Linked DNA regions of Drosophila melanogaster: regions 2 and 3 are each linked to region 1. Evidence: chromatin contacts called from public Hi-C data. All regions are on one chromosome and are shown on one strand. The core of a region is the stretch at or near the end of the contact, and the rest is flanking DNA. Distances in the headings are between cores, read along the strand shown. Region 1 holds the start of CG10616. Region 2 holds the start of lncRNA:CR45444 (long non-coding RNA:CR45444). Region 3 holds the start of INPP5E (Inositol polyphosphate 5-phosphatase E).

Region 1 (3,897 bases), core at 1,181-3,680:
GCCATTCAGGTTTGCACTGCCCGTTTTGGGTCGTTGTCTCCCGGCCTTTGGTGCGTGATGGATGATTGATGTGCTGCCTGGGCAAGGCAATCCGATGTGAATCGAAACTGCAACTAAACTACACATGGCGTGATCGGGGAGCCACACAGATCACAGCTCGCAGCTCGCAACTCTCAGAACAGAACGGGGCAGAAACGGGCTACACCAAGTGGCAGAGTGGCCTGCACAGAAGCCAAATTGCATCAAAGCCCACGGATTGAGTGGCTCCCGGCGATGCAGGATTCGAATTGGAAGCTGAAAGATGAAAGCTGAAAGCTGAGAGTCGAGTTAAAAAGCAATTACCTGAAATGATTCCCCAATGGAATGAGATGGGATGAGATCAGTTGGGATGGGATGGGATCGGGTGGAAAGAGGAGCGAGTGCAGAAATCTGGATGCGAAACGATATGGTTCAGCAGAATCACCTGGCGATAATGAGATGTCTCACTAAGCTGATCAGAACTGCCTTTGTATTTATTTGTCTGTTCGAATGCAAAGTGCACAATGCACCGAACACTCGTGCATATATGTTTCTTCGATTTGTGAAAGGCGAATCATGAATGAAACGCTGCTGACGATGACGTTCGAGTGCCCTCATGCCAGAGATCCAGAGCAAACGCAAACAATCGAACAGGAATAATTTACTAAGTAAATAATATCTGGATACCGATCGCTGCACGGTAAGAAATTGCGTAAACCGGTGACCCATATTGCTCAGCAACCAAAGAAACCTTTCAGCACTGAGATATTTTTCATTCCATTGTTTTCTGGGATAATTTAAAGTAACAGAATTATCTTCTTACAACATTTTTTTGTCTTAACTTGACAGTAAGAGTTCTTAATTAAAGTCTGAAATTTTTAAAAATATTTTTTACGATTTTTTTTTACTAGTTTACTCAAGATCTATAGCAATATTTAAAGAGTTGAATCAATGGTCTCTATGGAATAGTGTTATATATGGTATATACATATTTCGTAACCATTTGATCCCAATTTTGGCCAGTGTAATCCCCGCGAGTAGCGTGCGCCCTCGCCCCATCAAGTGGCACTTCAACAATCAAGCATTCACACAAGCAGATGGTCCGCAGCCGTTGGCGACCACCTAAATGAAATTTCATTTAGTTTTTTTTCGCCCGTCATCGCCGCCGCAATCGCAACCCGCTCCTCGAGATCTCCCCATCCATCGCAGTCCATCCAATCCATCCGTCCAGCGCAGAGTTCCAGCCCCAATCCCAATCCCAATTCCAATCCCAATACGGTCTCCTATTTGCTTATGCACACATTATCAACGTACGCCCGCCTTATGGAGTGTTTGTTTACCTAATTCGATTACCGATCGCGTCCGTTCGCGCCATAGTCCACCGGCCACTTGACCATTTGGGTGGCACGGATCCGTACTCATGGGGTCCGCTCTTCGGCCAGACGTCGTGCGTAATCGCCCCACGGCAGCTGATGCAGTGCAGCGGAATTGGGAGATGGAGATGGAGATTATGTTGCTGCTGGAGCCGGGGGCCTTAATTGAAGAACCTGCCACGGGGGTACATACATACATACTTTCATCGCTTTGCAGTCGCGGAGGTAAATTAAGTCTTAATATCCTAAGTCGAGTGTCTAAAGATTAGGAAAATAAACACTCAAGGACTTTATCGATTCGTAAAGAAAAATCAAAAGTAAACTGCAATTACATTTCAATAATAAACAACCCTATATCAAAGAGTCTTCTTTAAATTACTGCTTGTCAATTTCTTAAAATTAATAAATAAATCTATTCAATCATGTTCTAATTGATAAAAGTAAAGTGTGCCTATTCTCATAAAATTTGTATAAACATTCAGGGAGTTATTTAAATAAGGTATATTTACGTATTTATACGTATACAGTTATTGAATGTTATTTTTTTTTTTAAATGCCTCGCCAGGAGCTGTTAAACATATATATTATATTATCTAGATGTTGCACATGGTATTTGAAACACTTTTTAAATAAATCTTGGACAAACATGTAAAATTTAGTAGTTATTCTTAGTAAAAAAAAAGGGTAATGTTGTTTTATTAATTACACTTTTTAAAATTTCGAATATATTTTTAAATTTAACAGTTTTCTAGAGATGGCAAGCTTTTTTAAATAAACTTCGTTAAATATCGATAAGAATTTACCTCATAATCCATACTTTTAAAATATAACCTTCGGTCACACCAATTCATAGAGCTGGTGCGTATCGATAGTCGGCACATTCAAAATAAATAAATTCCCAAACACCATTTAATTAAGGTCAATGGACTTGATTGTGGCGTTATTTTTAAAATCCGAAAATAAATAGCAATTGAATTCAAATTTGAATAGCTTAGCACTATCGCTCACTATCGAAATTTAGCCTCGATAGCAAGTATTCGATTACAGCTACTATCGTGGGGGGTGTACCCAGCTCTAAAAATTTGTCATTTCGGAACGAATATAGTTAACATTAAATTTACGAAGTAAACAGAAACCCCAGAGCCACGATGCGCACAGTGCTGTTGAGCAAACACGACGAGCTGTACCTGGAGAAATGCGCACAGGAGAACCAGTTCTCGTACGGGATAATCGTGGGCCATGTAAGTGCCATCCGCCACGTAGATTTTGTTTGGTTCCCCCGCTCAACTGAATCTCCACTTTCTCCTGGTTTCATCCGCTTCGGTTGAAATAGCAAGCGGATCTCACCAAGAGCGTGGTGGTCCACCTGGCCAGGAACAACGAGGAGGATGCGGATCTGGAGGACCTGTCGGAGGTCCGGCTCACCATCTCGGACATCAACTCACAGGCATTGGCCTCCCAGTGGCTGAGCGCCAGCAAAATGTGTCCCGGATCTTTTGACGTCATCGGTGGGTTTGCGTGCTGCCCCTGCAGTTTTATCTGCCCTACCCAGAAATAATCATAGTCATAATGCTAAGGCATATTATTTATGGGGACCTTGTATTCCTCCCGTGGATTCGAAATTTAGCCAAACCCTTTTTTTTTGTATGTTTTGTATATGGGCTAACCCACCCAATTTGACTGTTTAATCTGTCAATTCGAAACTTTTGATCTTTCGTCATAGATAAATCTTTAAGCTATCAGTAATGGGTAGTGAAACCAGTAATGTAAACTTAGGTACTTAACTAAGATGAAAGTAAGCGAAGCTTTAGGACTTACCATCTAGAATTAATTATTAATGAATTATTTATCTTTGCAGGAATCTTTGTGTCTTCAGTAAGATCCGATGTAGTAAACGAACAGAGCGCCGAATTTAAGAATGCCAAAAAGCTGTTTTCAGATATTTACGAGTAAGTCACTAACTATATGAGTATGATATGAGTCTCCATTTGAAATGACCTCTTTTCTTACTTTTCCAGTTTGCTCCTGAAAAGCAACAGCTCGTTTGGCGTCTACACCACCGACATTGCACAGACTGATTTCGTATTCCTCTCGTATTCGCTGGCCGACAAGAAAGTGCTCTGCAAGAACTACAGCTATGGCAAGTGAGTATCGGAAACGTAATCCCTGATCACAGATACGGGTCTCAATGTGTATTCTTTCTTTCACCAAACGAATCGCTTACAATTTATAACTAGACATTGCAAAAAAACGTATTTTACGGCAAACATAAAATGCATCATATGGTAACTAAAAAGTTGAGAACTATGTACTTTCATAACTTATGTTCTATGTTCAATAATCACTTTCTTTGCTATCCTTGTCCTTGTGTTTCTTATTTCTTGGAATGCATTTTATGTGTTAGTTAACCATTAGGATTGTTCATGTTTATATGGTAGTTTGATTACATTCAGACTTTTCCTAGCCTAAATATAATATGAGTATTTCTTTTGATAGCGGCGGCACT
Region 2 (3,746 bases), core at 512-3,011, 130 kb before region 1:
TCGTAGAACCGGATACAAGATACATCAAATGTGATTTTTTTAAGCTAATTGAAATTTTAAGATTCTTGGCGATTTGAAGGCGCAGAAAAACGGGGCGGGCAGCACATCTTTTTGTTGGTATAGACTCTAGAGGCAAACCAAAAAAAAAAATGTATAACTCCTTGAGAAATGGCAAAGTGGTCAATGCGCCCTCTTATGTTTGTAAATAGTTTTAACCACCCGAGAAAATTGTTATTAAATGTAATTTAAAAGTCAATAATTGTATTAGCAAGTGCAATTTAATCTGTTCCCCTAAAATATACATCTTAACCGAATTCTTGCAAATGTCTGTGGATCTTATCTTCGAATTAACGGATGCGTTCAATATTTTAAATGGGTTGGGATTGACTTGCGATTGTTAATATTTTTATTTCGCATGATTTTCCTTTATTTCTTATTTTTTATCCTTCGTCTTTTATCGGTAATATCGTCTCTTATTTTAAAAAATTAATTTTTTTTTTATATAATTGTAAGAATATTTATTTATTTATTTCGTATTTATTTACACAGCCTAATTTATTTTAAATTTTTTATTTGCCGTATTATCGAAAAATCCATTTAAGATGCGTTGATGCTTGATAATAAATAAAGAGCACAATAACTAAAAAGAAAACTTATTGCGTTTACTGTATTTACTCGACTGCGAATATATACACCTTTTTTTTGTGAATACTATGAATGCCTTAGTAAAGCTTCATAAATTGACCGAAATATATTATTTAAAAACCATATTTTTTTGCCCGCCAAAATGCTGCCCGTACAAAGCTGGCTTTTATGAAACTCGACCAATAGCGACGACAAAGCGTTGCCACATGGATAGAAATAATTAACAGATGGCAGCTCAGCTACTGCTTAATTCCTTTTAAGCCACACAGTTTAAAGATTTAATATACATTAATTTTTGATCAAATTTTATGAAAGTAATATTTATAAGCCAAATGTTAATAGAATATCGTTACTCACAATCACACATGAAATGTATCGATATGTATTTTTTAAAACAGCGATCGATAGTTTTTTATTTTTACAGTGCACATCTCTAAAAAAAAACAACGCGTTCGTCGAAATTGCAATAAACAATAACAATGGTACAAAACCGAAATAACTGTGAATTTAAGAATTAACATTAACGCTTTATGTAATCTGCAGCTCTTTTACTCCTTCTTCAAGTCGCTGGTGGGCAAGGAAGTCGTTGTGGAGTTGAAAAACGACCTCAGGTGAGATTCGTTTATTTGCCGGTAAATTGAGGAATTTTTAATACTTTCTTTATAATTAAACAGCATATGTGGCACCCTGCACTCGGTGGATCAGTACCTGAACATCAAGCTGACGGATATCAGTGTCACAGATCCGGACAAGTACCCCCACATGCTGAGCGTCAAGAACTGCTTCATCCGTGGCTCCGTGGTGCGATACGTGCAGCTGCCGGGCGACGAGGTGGACACCCAGCTGCTCCAGGATGCGGCGCGAAAGGAGGCTGTTGTGAGCACAAGATAAGAATACCACTACCAGCAGCCCAATTGGATCTACCCATTGCTTCGTAAACTGTCCTAAAAACCTAAGTGAAATTCTGTTAAAGCAAAACCAATAAGAGGAATCCCCGTATTAAGTCGCTATGTACGTTATTTACGGCCCATCAGTTTTCGATGAGTCAGTCTCGAGGTTACCGTGGGTGCTGCTCCCTACGCTTGCGCAAATGTCCCAGCTTTTATCGCTCCACGCTTGAATGGAGCCAGTAGAGCCAAGTGTGGCTTGTGGGCCAAATTTTGTGTCATGTTGATAATGGTCCATAAATTTGTATAATTGCTGTGACGATGTACTGGCTGTCTGAATGTCTGGATGCCTTGTCTACACATCACCGGATACACGGACTCATTCATACAAGGTTTCCACAATGGGTTGCTATATCACACGACTATACTCGTATGTACTTGCAGCCCGTTTTACGATTGTGATTGCTATTATGGCCCGGCCCTCGAATTCAACCTTTTATCCGCAATAAAATGGAGGAGCCTGGCGGAATGCTTTTAATTTTCTGGACCTCGACCCGCTCCTTAAGTGCCTCTTCGCCAGCCGCCATCGAATGGCTTTGTTTGCTGGAATTCGTACTTAAAATAAAATACGCATTCGTGGAACACTTTTCGCTCGGCATTTACATTTCGGAATGGCCAGGGAATCGCGTTCTAAACTTTGGCAGTTGGTCAGCGGAACATCACGAAATATCGATCCATTAAAAGTTGAAGGGCTACAGGCAGAAAAAAAACATAGCTACTTCGAATATAATGTTACCAAATTTGATTGTAAATAGAATTTTTATAAACAAATTATTGCCATCCTAAGCTAGTTCGCTTAGCAACATATATTCCTTTTTAAGCTTGATGTCATTATTAAAAAAAAATAGCTTGACATCAGAATCTTTACCTTGTAATATTCCACTTAATTGAATTTAAATGGTACCAGAAACCGGAAGTTTATCGCTGAAATTATCCTCCCTTTTTTATTACATTTTTGAATGGTTATAGTCAGAATTTTTTGGTCAGTGCTAAGGACTCGTAGCTCGTCTGACTGCGCATAATTGAAGGGGGAAGTTAAGTCCAGCCCAGCGGAGTCCATCTTTCATTATTTGTGGTAATTGGGTTCCTGTTTCCGGCGCAGCTTCTAAATTGAGATTTCGAGACGCATCGCATTGTTCGTCCGACTCCGGCTCGCAAAGATTGTTTTGCATTTTGGGCCAGAAAGTTTTTCTCCGCATCGGACTTTCTATTTTCGGAATGGGTGGCACTGGCAAAGGGAAAAGTGTCCTCGTTTCTGGCCTATCGCTATGGTGGAGTGGGGAGGGCGACCTCAGCCTGTGGCGCACATAAAAATTTTGTAATATACCCGTGCTCCGGCGGGTGGATGTGAGCTCTGGGGGATTTATGGGGCACATGCTGCAGTACGTCCTAGTTCATCAACGTGTTGAGCTGTGCGTGGCGCGTAAAAGTTAGCTCGTAAAGTTACGCTGGGATCATTCGGGTTTTATTAAAAAATAAACTATACAAATTTGACACAGATTATTTATACATAAGTACGCACCAAAGTGCGCACATGAATATGCAAACGGGATGGAAGCTAAGCCGTTCCGAGGGATACGCAGCATGCACTGGATTCCTCTAATGACACATGTACACACATGTGTGTGCGTGGTTAATCCTGCGGAATTTCCAGAATCATCCGTACATCTCCGGGGGCTTTTTGGCCAAATTGAATAGTGGTGTTCGGTGGAATTCGGCGTTTCCATTGACATTTCCAGATGGCCGTAAATTATGGATTCCTTTGGAAGAGCGCCGTTTACACAGGGAAAAGTTCGATTCAGATGGATGCAGATTCCTTGAAGTTTAGGAAACGGAAATCAACGGAAACTAATTGTAACTCAGGAACTAAGATATGGACATGAGTTTGGATATGGATTTTTAGTACTTTAAATTAATCAAAATAATTCCTTGTGTCGTTGAACATGAACTCATATTTATTTTAAACTTTACAATCTTTTTTTTTTACAATATTCTTCTCAAAATAATGAGTAAATGTATTTACAATAGTTAGATTTACCCTGTTTTTAGATGATTTCTATTTTACACAATTATAGAATCGATTTTTGAGTTACTCGGCTGGGGGAACAAAATGAAAAACTGAAAAACGCTGTTAATTAACATTACAAAGTTGCC
Region 3 (4,097 bases), core at 1,242-3,741, 190 kb before region 1:
AATCAGTTCCATGGTGCGCATGGTCTGCAATGGTAATTCCATTATTGAGGTCCTTCTTGCAAGGGGGCGTCGGATGTACAAATGTGCATGTTGGCTCGATGGGGGCTGGGGTACTCAGTATGAATAAATTATATTAATGGAAGGTGACCTTCATCCGCCAGGCGCGGAAAACTCTTCGAACGACCCACCCCACTCACACCAAACGGCGACACACAGGCAGCCCGGCCCAAGAAAAATACTATTTTTAGTCCAAATACTTGATACTTATGAAAAAGGAAAGTGAACAGAACGAAACGAAAAAGGGAATATATACCTATATCTAGATATAGCTAGTAGCCATGCAAGTATGTGCATTCTGGCGACACATTTGTTTAGTTGCATGTGCAGCAGGCATATGTTATTGCAAAATCACAGAAATCACAATAGAAGGCTTAGCCACATGCGGCTTGCGAAATCCACAGGCCAACAGCAAACAGTCGTAAGCAGAAAAAATATTGACGGCTAGATAAGAAAAGTTCCGCACTCGCGAATAAAACAGCTGCGATCGGCAAGATATAGCATTTCAAATGATACGAGGAAATAATAATGGGTCTGATAATATTAGTTACTCCTATAGAAAAGTTGGTTTAGGTTGATTTCTTTGTTCGATTACTTGATTAAATTATTTATAAAGTACAAAGGTTTGTTGAGATTATATCCTAACTAACTCCATCATTGTATAAAAATATAATTTTATAAAAATTTTACTTGGGATTTTGTTAAAGCTATAGTTATAGAACAAAACAATTTTAGACTTTTTGACATAATTTAATTTTTTTGATGCTATTTAGCTTACCGTAGCTGTAGGCATATGTACATGGGACATTTTCTCTAGCATTTTAGATGTACTTAAACAAATGATGGAAGAAATTGAAATATTCTATCAAATTTTATATTCTTTGTTGTTTTACAAACAAATACTGGTTGTCATTTTGAAAACCCTCAGATTTGTGGTATCAACAGTCATTTTGTTGACTTAGGTTTGTTTATATGTGCATGCGTAAGTAGAGTAAACTGGTATAAGAAAGTTTAAGTATCAAATGAAATAATGCGTGCCTAAGGGTGTAACCTGAAATCTGGTTTCTGTAATAAGGGCCGCATATTCCGGGTGTTTTTCTTCTTATTAGTATGGGTACCATGCCCCAAAGGGGCGCCAATCAATAGATCGCGAGTCGAACCCAACCCACGTGCTCCGGCCAAATGTGAAAAGCATAGAAACGGGACCGGAACGACAAGTTAACCTAGCAAAGCCCAGCTGAAATCGCTATGTATGTGATGTGTGCTTCAGAGGTGTTAGATAATAGAAACTGGTGAAAGTGCTGGGATGGGGGCAGCCATCACTTGAGGCCAAGGACGGACGAACTGACCCTGACCAAGTGCCGGCCATTTGAGCTCGCCGAGTGGTCAGGAACACACTCACACACACAACCAATCAACCCACCCACATGGTTGCCCACTTGCCATGCACACACCCCCACATGTATGTATGATGAAGCAACAACACTCGGGTACAAGTGCGCGGAAAATCAATTTTACCCGGTGGGTGGAAAACCCTTTCCCCAACTAATCAGCCGAGACACGGAAACTGGGAGGGTAAGAAAGATGTGGGTGGTGGTGCTGCTGTCGGGTGTTTGCTTGCTTGTTTTTTGAGTTTTTTAAAGGAATCTAAATTGCACTGAATACGTACGTCGAAGGATATGCTCGGCTCCTTGCCATCGGGCAGGAAGTACTCCACGTTGAGCGTCAGCAGGCCGTGCTGGAAGATGCGGCAGGTAATCACCGTGTCCTTGTTCTCGTGCAGCACCGCAAAGTAGCCGTTTTCCGGCGACTCCATCGAGTAGGCCAGCTCCAGCTGGGGGAACAGCTGCTCCAGCTCGTTACGCAGGATTTTGGCCACCTGGAGGCGCGCCTCCTCATCCGCCGTCTTGTCCTTGTCCAGCGTGAAATCAAACAGTATCGTCTGGGCCGCCATCGTGCTTAACTTGCGCTAATCCGTTGAACAAAAACGCTGAACCGCGTACCGACCGAAACGAAATACTAGTGATGCGCCTTACGAGCACCGATAGCAAGTCGATTTCGATTGCACTTCTAGTGTGGCTGTATAATACAGTTAATTAAACCTTATTATTTTTTTTAATATAAGAAACGGTTTATTAAATAATTGTAAAAAATAATAAAGTACATTTAATAATAATGTTATAAATTCCTCTTAATAAATTTTTGAAGGGTACTTGGCCCACAATTTTGTATTGAATATATAGCGCTTTGTTATGTATGTTTACCTAATAAATATTACATTGGTACGTTTTGCTGGAAACACAATTAAATACAAATCTTAATTAATATTTAAGAAATATTTCTTTAAATCTATCGTGTCACAACCCAGCCACTGAAACACCCCCGCCCGCACCTATCGATACGTGCTCCCACTTATCGGCAGTTGGCTGCCCACTTTTGCCACCCCTAAATCGCAGTTCCCACGACAAGTTCCGCACTTGCTCGGAGTTTTTGGGTGTAAACAACATTGGAACGCGGTAAATCATACAAAAATTACATAAATCGCATAGGTGACAGCAGCGTGGAAGGGTAGTGCGTACCAGTGCGGAACATGAAAAGCACACCAAGAGCGAAATCAATGCGCACCTGAACCTGAACTTGAATATCGCATGTGTGCTATGTGCTATTGTTGCTGCTTTTATGCTAGACGTAGGCCAACAACACAAGAACAACAAGGCTGCGCTGACGGGAACAATGGTCTGCTAATTATAAATCTCTCGATCCCAGAGAATCGAATCAGCCAGCAGACGACGGATATTGTGCTTGTGTTCAGACGTTCAGATGCTGAGTGCTCAGTGCTTGGATGCGTGGGCGCCGCAGCATGCCAATGTTGTTACGTCGTCGCCAAAGACCACCCTTCCGCGACCAACCACCCCCCAAATCGCCCACAATCCTCCCCATTTTATATATCGCGACGGTGTCGCCACAGTTATTACCCAGCATATTGATTTTCTGAATCCTTTCAGCTCTCTCGCCCCAAAGGATCTGCCCACATATGTGTTTTTTTTATTTAGTTGCTTGCAGGTTAGTAAGTGTATTATACCCTTGGTATTACCAACCCGCCTAAATGTTTACCTTCATTAAAATCTTACAGAACAGCACACGCAATCGCCGCCAGTCAGCCCAATTAGCCTGATTTCGTGTACGTCATCGCCGAGCCCAAAATAATTTGCATTGCGACCAGCCAGAACGCCGGACCAAAGTCGCATTTGCATTGTGCTCGCTCGATGACGTCTGGCTTTACTATTTATATGGCCGGCAGCCAGAGGCCATCGCACAATGAGCTCGGTTCGAGAGATCCGGCAGATAGAGCGAATTAACTTGACAAAAGGGGGGCATGATAACCACTTAGCACCTTCACCTTAGATGATAGAATCATTTCGTTCGGACTAAAGCCAACATGCAGCACAGCAGCGCGGGAAGTGAGGAACGGATAACCAGTTCCACCAGCAGTCCCAGATCCGGTCACAAGACCGCGAGCTCCCTGTTCGGTTTGCTGAGCAAGCGACCTAGTAAGGTGGAGCCACATCCCGTGACACCCGAATCGCCAAGATTACAACAGAGACCCGTGTCCGCCTGTGGCCAATACGATGTCAGTTTCGCCAAGTGCAATGCAGATACGTCTGCAAACCATGTCAATAACAATGGGAGCACCCTCAAAAGCCAAACGCTGCCGCTGGAGAAGTCGCACAGCGGGCTGATCAGCTTCCACAGGCGTGCAAAGCCAAGTTCCTCGAAAGGAAAGAATCACTCGCACCGGCACAGTACGGATGCTGGTTCCCAAAGCGATGGAGGAGCCGACGTGGTGATGCGGCGCAAGTCGCCCAAGCATCGCTCACCCAATCACAATAGATTTAGTCACCAGTTCAGTCTGTGCTGCAAGGCGGAAAAGAAACCGATGACACCGCCGGTGACCGTGCGTTATAACTCCATACCGGATAGCAACAGTGTTCTGCGGCGCGATAACCTCTCGCTAAGTTGGAGCATGGTGGACAACAACT

The links. Hi-C and Micro-C count contacts between places; a contact is called where the count stands out from the background.
Region 2: a contact with region 1 is called in a Hi-C map of the Kc167 cell line, with 2.4 times the contacts expected there. A contact is called at or near these places in 25 of 107 Hi-C or Micro-C datasets (the Clone 8 cell line, the D17-c3 cell line, the Kc167 cell line and 14 more) and 2 of 7 datasets of targeted methods (both in the Kc167 cell line).
Region 3: a contact with region 1 is called in a Hi-C map of the Kc167 cell line, with 2.1 times the contacts expected there. A contact is called at or near these places in 11 of 107 Hi-C or Micro-C datasets (the D17-c3 cell line, the Kc167 cell line, the OSC cell line and 4 more) and 1 of 7 datasets of targeted methods (the Kc167 cell line).

Annotation. Positions count from the first base shown.
Region 1 is chr3L:12,469,298-12,473,194 of dm6, forward strand. CG10616 reads left to right here and starts at 2,431. Exons shown (of 5, transcript NM_001300119.1): 1 at 2,431-2,632; 2 at 2,725-2,899; 3 at 3,250-3,340; 4 at 3,410-3,535; 5 at 3,888-3,897. The coding sequence starts at 2,540. CG32102 reads right to left here and starts at 487. Exons shown (of 2, transcript NM_168500.2): 1 at 464-487; 2 at 1-294. The coding sequence starts at 126.
Region 2 is chr3L:12,335,591-12,339,336 of dm6, forward strand. lncRNA:CR45444 (long non-coding RNA:CR45444) reads left to right here and starts at 1,762. Exons shown (of 1, transcript NR_124903.1): 1 at 1,762-2,109. CG10418 reads left to right here and starts at 1,086. Exons shown (of 3, transcript NM_140313.3): 1 at 1,086-1,127; 2 at 1,189-1,256; 3 at 1,320-1,646. The coding sequence starts at 1,125. The coding sequence ends at 1,536. It overlaps Lmx1a (LIM homeobox transcription factor 1 alpha), which reads left to right. Exons shown (of 3, transcript NM_168497.2): 3 at 1-311. CrzR (Corazonin receptor) reads right to left here. Exons shown (of 6, transcript NM_140314.4): 6 at 3,526-3,746.
Region 3 is chr3L:12,275,164-12,279,260 of dm6, forward strand. It overlaps INPP5E (Inositol polyphosphate 5-phosphatase E), which reads left to right and starts at 2,492. Exons shown (of 5, transcript NM_140309.2): 1 at 2,492-2,573; 2 at 3,063-3,120; 3 at 3,191-4,097. The coding sequence starts at 3,497. Sms (Spermine synthase) reads right to left here and starts at 2,088. Exons shown (of 4, transcript NM_168496.2): 1 at 1,727-2,088; 2 at 1-24. The coding sequence starts at 2,011.